Linked DNA regions of Mus musculus: region 1 is linked to region 2. A link is a contact called in public HiChIP or PLAC-seq data. All regions are on one chromosome and are shown on one strand. Each heading gives the region's core, a stretch centred on a gene start, on an enhancer-like site or on the middle of the called end of the contact. The rest is flanking DNA. Distances are from core to core; before and after follow the strand shown.

What was found. HiChIP or PLAC-seq counts read pairs in DNA pulled down with a chosen protein or histone mark.
Region 1: a contact with region 2 is called in an H3K4me3 HiChIP or PLAC-seq map of bone marrow-derived macrophages, with 2.5 times the contacts expected there. The contact joins the promoter of Ranbp2 here to the enhancer-like site in region 2. A contact is called at or near these places in 6 of 39 promoter capture datasets (the 3T3-L1 cell line, cranial neural crest, liver and 2 more), 1 of 484 Hi-C or Micro-C datasets (Th1 cells) and 2 of 115 datasets of contacts at active chromatin or transcription factors (bone marrow-derived macrophages and pro-B cells).

What each region holds. Positions count from the first base shown.
Region 1 is chr10:58,444,077-58,448,767 of GRCm38.p6, reverse strand. It overlaps Ranbp2 (RAN binding protein 2), which reads right to left and starts at 1,916. Exons shown (of 29, transcript NM_011240.3): 1 at 1,717-1,916. The coding sequence starts at 1,788.
Region 2 is chr10:57,759,297-57,763,834 of GRCm38.p6, reverse strand. No RefSeq gene overlaps it. Among named protein-coding and RNA genes, the nearest start is that of Fabp7, 23 kb to the left of the region's middle. Within about 2 kb of position 2,849, at least 19 of the 459 cell types and tissues checked have an H3K27ac peak or open chromatin away from gene starts, as enhancers often do. A contact at or near this core is called in bone marrow-derived macrophages, where this site is marked.

The DNA of each region.
Region 1 (4,691 bases), core at 667-3,166, 690 kb before region 2:
AACAATGGAACTAGTTAAAACAAAAAATGTCTTATAGTTGTCATACTATCCAAATCAATATAACCAACCCAACCAACCTTCGATAAATATTAAAAAAAAAATAGTAGCAGGATGTGGTGGCACACACCTTCAATCCCAGAACTTGGGAAGAAGAGGCAGGTGGATCTCTGTGAGTTTGAGGCCAGCCTGATCTACACAGTGAGTTCCAGAACATAATAGAAACTCTGTCTCAAAACAAAGAAAAACAACTCAAAAGTCATATTTGAATATGTAGAGACTTTGAAATGGTTCCTAACATAATTTAACAACCATTTACACATTTACATACAATTAATACAATAGTATTAGATACTTTAGTATGCTTTATCTGAAATGCTTGGCATTTTTAGATTTCAGGGTCTTGTTTTTTTAGATTTTTAAATATCTTCAAGCATGTTAGATATCCTGGTAACAAATCCTAAATCTAATATAAACACATTTATCTAAAATGTACACCTTATAGACAGAAACCCAAAAGCACTTTCATATAACTCTTGTACCATGGCATTCTGATTTTGATCCATCAGAGGAAACTGGGTGTAAAATTTCCCACTTTGGGCATACCAGCACTAAATGAACTTGAGACTTTTAAAATCGCTTTGGGGGAGGGGTTGTAGATTTGCTGGACTGGATTATTTAACCTGCAGAAGCCATCTAAAGAAGAGACTTTAAGTAACAACAACAACAACAACAAAAATTATGCCATTTGACTTGTATGTTCATGAACTTTGGTTTATATAGATGACCATAAAACCCTCAGAGACAGAATGTAAAATATATATATATATATATATATATATATATATATATATACACAACTGAATTGGGCGTTTGTAAACAAAAATTGAAGCCCTCTGACTCTTTGTATCTCAAAGTCTGCCCTAAATGTTAACACGAATCATCCTCGGTAACACTAAATAACACTAACAAGGTCAAAATGCCGTTTACTGATGAAGAGTCTATACTGTACCAAGTTAGTTTACCAATGGTAGAACTTGATTGTTCAACACACCCCTCCCCCGCCCAAAAAATAACTGACTGTAGAGCCTCTGTACATCTCTCTCCACCGGCCAACACTCTTTAAGAACCCAAAATAAACACAACGTTAATGATCTTAAACACACACACACACACACACACACACAAAACACGTTGCGAAATAACGTTAGAAATGTTAAGGTATTGCAACTACCGCCTAGAAGGAATTCCGACTAGCAGCCTCCAAAAGGGGTTTGGGGAAGCGGGGCACAGCACTAGAAGACTTAAATTATGGGCCTTCCGTGTCGTTTATGCTGACGCGCCCTTCCTTCCCGCCCTGCTTCGTCCGTGGAGCCACCCACACAACCGTGCAAGCCCACCGCCGCGCGGTGTCAGCCTCCCCCCGAGACACGGCAGCCGTGACAGGGCCTAGCTATCCGGGAGACCGACGACGCCGGGCGGGCGGGCGGGCGAACCCCGCAGAGCGCCCCACGACGGCCTACGGAGCGGAGGCCGAAGAAGCCAGGCCCGAGTGGGCCCGCGGATAGCCATGAAGAGGAAACGCTGGCGGCCGCAGTCCCCACGCCTCCGGTGCTCAGCAGCGCCACGCCGCCCGCGACCGCCTCCACTCCAGCGGGGAGCCGAGGCCGCCGGGAGCCATGACACCGGCGCCACCGCCACCGGACCAGACCCGCTTACCTCTCGGGGCGACGGGGCGGAGCCCTGCACCGAGGCGATGTACCGCTCCACGTCGGCCTTGCTACGCCTCATCGCGCCGCGGACCAGGCTCCCCAGGAGCGGCAGACCAGCCCTGGGGCCTACAGCGACTGCGGGCTCCAGGAGGTGAGCGCCGAACACCGGTGACGCAGCTCCGTCGCGAACGGATGGGCACAGGGCGTGCGGCGCGCGTCATCACTGTGCGCCGCGCTGCGGCCTGGAGCGCCTGCTCGCTGTCACCCCGCCACGCCCGCGCTCCAGACCACGTGACCGTTTCGCAAACGATCGAGACGAACTCCCTTTCCCCGGGAAAGGCTTTATAGATTTCACTGGTGCTACGTCACAAAGCGGACCTAAAATGGCAGTGCCCTAATAAATCCGACCTTTTCGGGTGCTGCATCTGGTCAACACTTGATTTCCTTCTAAAGAGACAAACGTCGTCATTGCCTCCGGTTTCAGCAGAATAAAGGTTAATATTGGTTGAACAGTGTCTTTATGCTTAGATAAATCGGAGTGGAAATATTAGCGTTACGTGATGAGATGCACCTCACGGGGTAGTTGACGGTTAGGGGCAGAGGAGGAAGTGGTGGCTTTCCTGGCAAACAGAAACAGGCTTCACGAGGTTTTAAGAAATGATGACTTTAGGTTTCTGTTTGGGTAAGAATCGAGGCGGCCGTTAGGACGCTGTCAGCAACAATTGCCTTCAGGGGCCTGTTTTGTGACTTAACAATGAGCAGAACAGATTATATTAGAATATTAAAAGTAATAATCTCTTCGTGCTAGAGAGATGGCTCCGCAGTTAAGAGTGCTTGTTGGTCCTCTGAAGGACCGAAGTTCAGTTCTCAGCAGCCGGTTCCAGGGCATCTATCTAAATCCGGGTTCTGACCCCCGTAGAACCCACACACACACGTCCTCATGTACACACACACACACACACACACACAAAGTTTTAAGTAATAGTCTCAAGATTGTGAATAAACTGTCGTAAACGACAACTGCTGAAAAGAACCTTTGTCTGCAAAGACTGATCAAAACCGCAGTGGAGAGGTTAGAGTGGTGCAGTTCCAGATGTTAAATACCTTATTGTCAGATACAAAGGGTACCCCACCCATCCCCCAAAAATGCCACTGACTCCAAAATTGGATCTAACTTAGACTCAGTCTGGACTGTGGAGGATTTCTAGTGGTTAGGAAAAGCCTGCATTCCTTAGTAACTTGTGAAACTGTTTCCTATCTACCAAAGGAGTAATTTCCCTTACCTCTGGCAGAAATGGATTTACAGCTCTGCGCTAGCCCCCAGGCTCCCCAGTCCATACTTACAAGTACTTGTTATACAATTCAAAGCCCCCTTGCCAGCATCCTGGCTCTTTGCTTCCCTCCTCCCCAGATACATATTCCCCCATCTCCCTTCTCTCAGCTTTTCCTGAGAGAGACAACCTTTGTTGTTTGGAATAAACTTTACCTTGTCTACCCAAAGAGTGGCCGTTTCAGTCTCTTTACTGTGCCCCTTGCCCTTGCATACACTTACCTTGGACTAGGTTAGTCCCAGAACAGCATCTTGCTCACCTCTGTGTCAGAACTAACATTCTGTAAACTATAGATTAAAAATCATTGGAATCTATTAACTTAGCAGACTACCAGCTTCTACCAGCAAACAGCCCAAAATGTCAGCAGTGTCATAGGACTATAAAAAGCTTCTCCGCCTTACTGTTACTACATCTCTCATATATCAGGATATATGTTAAGCTTACCTTTATTTATATGACTTTCTTTATTCTATAAAACTTTTTCATGTTGGGTGATGGGGCTTGAGGTAACCTAAATCTGTGTTCCCAGGCTGTGTGCTTTATAAACACAGTATGATGTGGCAGGAGAGGGTGTCTTAGTGAGCCCATGTTGAGGGGTCCCGCTGAGGTGTCAACCATAGGACAGTCCTAGTATATAAAAGGAAGTTTACTTGAGGCCTGGAAGGGAGCAGAGTCTGGAGAAGAGAATAAAGTCAGAGAAAAGAAGAAGACAGTGAAGGACAGAAAAAGAAAGAGAGGAAGAGAGAAAGAAGGGAAGAGACAGGCCGGGGACATGTAGGAAGAGAGAGCATAGATGGAGAGAAAGAGGAAATAAAGAGAGGAGAGAGAGAGAGAGAGAGAGAGAGAGAGAGAGAGAGAGAGAGAGAGAGAGAGAGAGAAGCTTGAACATTCCTTACATGCCTGACTCCTGGCTTGTACCTGGCCATTGCCAGGTAACTGTTGGATGAAGCCTAGAAGATATGCTAACATTCCTCCATTTTGGTTTAATTGAAAAGAGAAATTAGAGATGATGGTGGGTCAGGAGTAGGATGTCATATTCTTTAGCTACTTCCTGCTGACTCTGGGGCAATGGGTGAGTGTACTGGCTAGTTTTGTGTCAACCTGACACAAGCTGGAGTTATCACAGAGAAAGGAGCTTCAGTTGAGGAAATACCTCCATGAGATCCAACTGTAAGGCATTTTCTCAATTAGTGATCAAGGGGGAAAGGCCCCTTGTGGGTGGGACCATCTCTGGGCTGGTAGTCTTGGGTTCTATAAAAGAGCAGGCTGAGCAAGCCAGGAGAAGCAAGCCAGTAATGAACATCCCTCCATGGTCTCTGCATCAGGTCCTGCTTTCTGACCTGCTTGAGTTTCCGGTCCTGACTTCCTTGGTGATAAACAGCAGTATGGAATTGTAAGCCAAATAAACCCTTTCCTCCCCAACTTGCTTCTTGGTCATGATGTTTGTGCAGGAATAGAAACCCTAACTAAGACAGTGAGTCTTTTGGAAACCTAAGAAAATTGGGATGGGAATGCTGGCCAAGTTTTGGGATAGCTGGGTGTTTCATTGCTGTCCAGGGTCTGTGGGACCATGGGCAGGTAGAAAGGCACAGGCCCAGTAGAGGCATCTGGGAGGGTAGACCAGAGCATCTATGGGTTGCTTCTCTGGAGC
Region 2 (4,538 bases), core at 1,600-4,099:
TATATAAAACATAAAGCTTGAGATTTCCACACAAAGCAGGAGTAGGCTAAAGTAAAGCTTCATGATTCACAAAATTGCAAACCACTAAGTTCCCTTTTATTCCATGTACTTTTTAACATATAAAAATGTACTTCATATACTTGCTAATAGGTGAAAATAAACTGAGTTAGTAAATTTGTTTGTCTGTACCTTAGTTGCTTTTTAAAATGGGTATTATTATCATAAACAGTTCTTATAAATTTAAAGTGTGTGGCTCTCCTCATACAAACTGCTTAAATTAATGCCACAACAAATCCCTGATATAGTTATTATATTCTGTGATCTCTTCTGCTCGTAACAACGTGTAACGTTATTTTAACTCACCAAAAATAGAAGAAATAAAGGGAAAGTATAGAATTTTATTATAAGTCAGTTTTAAACTGGAATTACCTAGGATAGATTTGCATGTCTAGACTTTTAGTTGGAGCAGTGACAGAGCTCTTCCAATAAACTGATTTGCATAGTTAGCACACACCTTAGGAGGGCAAGTGCTAGGCAAATACCAGGAACATTTTTGTGCTTATGTTATCAGTTTTGAAAAACTGCCAGGAGAAACTCCTGGACTCTGTGCTATTATGTTTTACATAACAAACGTGTTTCACAAGGGTTGAGTGGATTGATGACTGGGAGGGTGTGGCACTTGTCTGAATTTGTAAACTGTAGCCCTGCATGGCAGCAAAGGAAAAGCTCAAGGAGAGAACACAGTAAGAAGTCTGATCCTGAGAAAGCTTTTTCATGGGAAATATTTAGAAGGACTAGAGATGAAGCTTACCTTAACGCGTGAACCTAGCATTTGTGAGAGGCTCTAGGGTTGATCTTCAGTGCTGAAAAGAAAGGACTAAGTGTGGTGTTTCTAATTACTGTCCTGCTGAGCAGTAATATCTCAATAATATTCTATATTTCACATTATTAAAATCTTTATCCACATAATATGTATATGTTCATTTATTGTAACTAATATGCACATGCTAATATACTAATATAGTGTTAAATGTGAAATGAATATGGACATTAGAAAACAAAAAACATACCAAGAGTGATATAAAGATAGACAAACACAAACCATAAATTTCTATAGCTTCCCTTGATCATAGATAGCTTCATAAATAAGGCACTATTTCAAAGCCCATTATAATGTAGGAGGGTTATATTCAGTAACAATGAATATAAATTCATATTTCAAAGCATTCTGTCTAATGAGATTTCTTTTTAAAAAATATTTGCTCTTACTTTATGCATACAAGTGTTAACCTACACATATGTACGTGCACCACATGCATGCCTGGTGCCCACCAAGGTCAGAATATGGCTTAGAGTCTCTTTGAACTGGAGTTACTGGTGGATTTGAACTCACATGTGTGTGCTACAAACTGAACTCAGGTCATTTGCAAGAGCAGTGTTCTTAAAGTTGAGCCATCTCTCCAATCCTATTAGAAACTTTCTTGAGCATTTTTCTGTTGTTACAACCATTTATGTGGTTTGAATTTGTAACTCAGAATACGACCAACAAAATCATATACTAAGAGAATAGCACTCATAAGCACTCATTTTTTAGTTTTTCAGTTGTACAAACTATTACCATTGGTTTATTTTAGGAAGGGTATTCAGCTTTCTTTTAGTTTTTAATTGAAATCTACCTAAGCTAGATGAATTCACAGTTCCATTTCTCATTCAAAATAAGTTTTCCATAATGACATAGCTGTGATTACATGCTCGGCTCTACAGAGTTTTCAAAAACATGTTTAATTATGTTTATTTTATATAGAATTAGATACTTTATTTATGGAGTCACAAGCTAGTAAGTTCTATAAATAGAAATAGAAGAAGAGGGGAAGTGTCACTTTCTACAGCCTACTTCATCCTGTGGACACTTAGTGATGAATGGCAAACACAGGGCTAACATCAATTTATACACTCAGTTCAGTAAAAAGGTCAATTTCTAGCCATTCTACATATAAGCAGATATTGACTGTACAAATGCTATTATCTGAGACCTATTAAGTCATTTTCTGACTCACTGGAATTCATATAAAACACTTCTCCAAGAACTCAAAAGCCACATGAGGAGAAGAGACTTTAAAGGCACTAGATGTGACTTCTCAGTCCATACCATAACAAAGTATGTTTTCTGTAGCTGAACTCGATTGCTATTTCCACTTCTACCTAACAGCAGAAAAGTTGCTGTCATTTTTCTACAAATGAAGTTTATGATTATTAAGTGATTTGAGACCAGTAAAGAAGAACTTCTTTCTCCTTGTTCTACTTCCCTATGACATTTCATTTAACATCTGAAGACACGTGCTTTGTTGAAAGAAGCCAGATGCTGGGGCAAAGGGAGAACATATCCTTAGCATGAAAATCTCTAGTTCAAAGTCCTCTTGTCCTCTGAAAGTCATCCCTTCTTTTCAGTTTATTGGATGCTGATCCTGTCTCCTGTGAGAGGAAGGTGATTTAGGAAAGAGTATGAGACTTTTGGTTGGAGTAAAGAATGCTCCAAAATTATTATTTTATAAAATACCAAGAGAACACTGGGTGGGGAAAGTAGTAATCAATACTTTTAAGTTGAAAATAAGTTTGAGATATTTATTATGTATTTAAGGCCTTTATCAGGTAGACTTGTGAGCACAGAAGTCTGGAATTCAAAAGAGAAGTGTAGGAGAAAGTTCATCACAAGTGTATGAGTAACATACACAGCAGGAGTAAGCAGAATCTAGAACTCATCTTAAAAGCCACGGATATTATTCTGTCATCTATCCAGAGAGTGAGTCTGGACTCAGAGAGACACAATGAAAAGACTGATCCTAATGAATCAGCCACATGCCTGTAGTTCTGGCACTTTGAAGAACAAAGCAGGAAGATCATGAGCTAGACATCAGCTGAGAGTGAGACTGTATCTCAGAAACTAAAACAAAAAGGGAGAGGAAGGAAACGGAAAAAAAAGAGCAGTGCTACACACTAGAAGTCAGGAAGTAGAGCTTCAAGGGGTGGCTACTTGTCAGATGATGATGGAACACTTGGAAACAGAAGATGAAATCAATATTCAAATTGAATAATTTAAGGGTCAGGCATGTCGTTGATAACAGTGATTTGCATAGCCTGAAGAACTTGGGATAAGAGAAGTAAATAGGACACTGTACATCTTGACAGACCCTTCAAGGATTTCTATCATAAAGAAGAACCAAGGAACTGCAGCCACGTAGGGGTTTTTGGAGTCATGGAACCATATTTTAAATGAGTGTTCTCATAGCACTCATTTGGAGAGTAAAGAGAGATACTAATGTCACTGGAAGGATAAGGGAGCTGAAAGTCCTCGGTTGGATAGATGTTCTGTGTGCACTTTGACGTTAGGAGACAAGGAACGCAGGAGCCAGGCAGTGAGTAGAATGATATTAACTTCTTAAGGAATAGCCATGATGGGAACCATTGTTATGCTGATAATAAGGAACAAAAGAGGAAAACATATGCACACACTCCACCACCACCACCACCACCACCACCGAGGGAAGAAGAGAGAAAGAATAAGAAGGGAATATACCATTACATCCTACTTAGAAGTTCATGAAGTGGATGACTAAAATGAAGACCATTGTTCAAGGAAAGCTAGACTTTAATTAGAATGTGAAGCTAAACAAACATCTAGATAAGAGAATTGACTATATAAGAGTGTTGCTCATGATGGCCTGTGAATTTCTACAGCTTAGCATACTGAGATTTGTGGGGATCTATATACTTTAAATATGTCCCACCAAATTTAAATGAAACTTAGCATTAAGAAATGGAGTCTGCACTCCTGGGAGAACACGGCTCATAGAATCCACTAAGCAGGGCTCACAGGGGCTCATAAAGATGGAATTGTCAAACACAAAGCCTGCCTGGGTCTGTGCTAGGTCCTTGGTATACATGTTATAGTTATTAGCTTGGTTTTGTGAGATTCCTAACAGTGGAAGAGGGGGTGTCTCTGACTCCTTTGCTTGCTCTTGGGACTCATTTCCTCTTACTATCTTGTGTCATTCAGCCTTGATATAAGTAAGGGATTGTGCCTAGTTTTATTGCATCTTTTAATGCAGTGTTTGGTTGTTATCCCTGAGAGGCCTGCTATTTTCTAAAGGGAAACAGAGGAGCAGTGGATCTGAGGGAGATCTAGGGGGAAAGGTAACTGGGAAGAAGGGGAGGAGGGGAGGTGGCAGATGGGATGTATTGTATAAGAGATGAAAAAGGAAAATAAAAGAGACTGAAAAGGGAAAAGAAGTTAAGTCTTTGGAGCAAGTTAAGTCAGAAGAGTGGAAGCATTATAAATCAGATGGCATTGTCTTAAAAATAGGCCCACACCAAACATGGAGTTTGCTGACATCTTGATCTTGGATGCTTAAATCTTCTAGATAACGAGAAAATAGAGTGTAGCCTTGGAAGATTGCAGCATCTTGAATATTTTGTTACTAACAGCACCATTGAAAGTCAGAAATGCTGCATCAGAGCAATGAAGTAGAACTTGAGTTGAG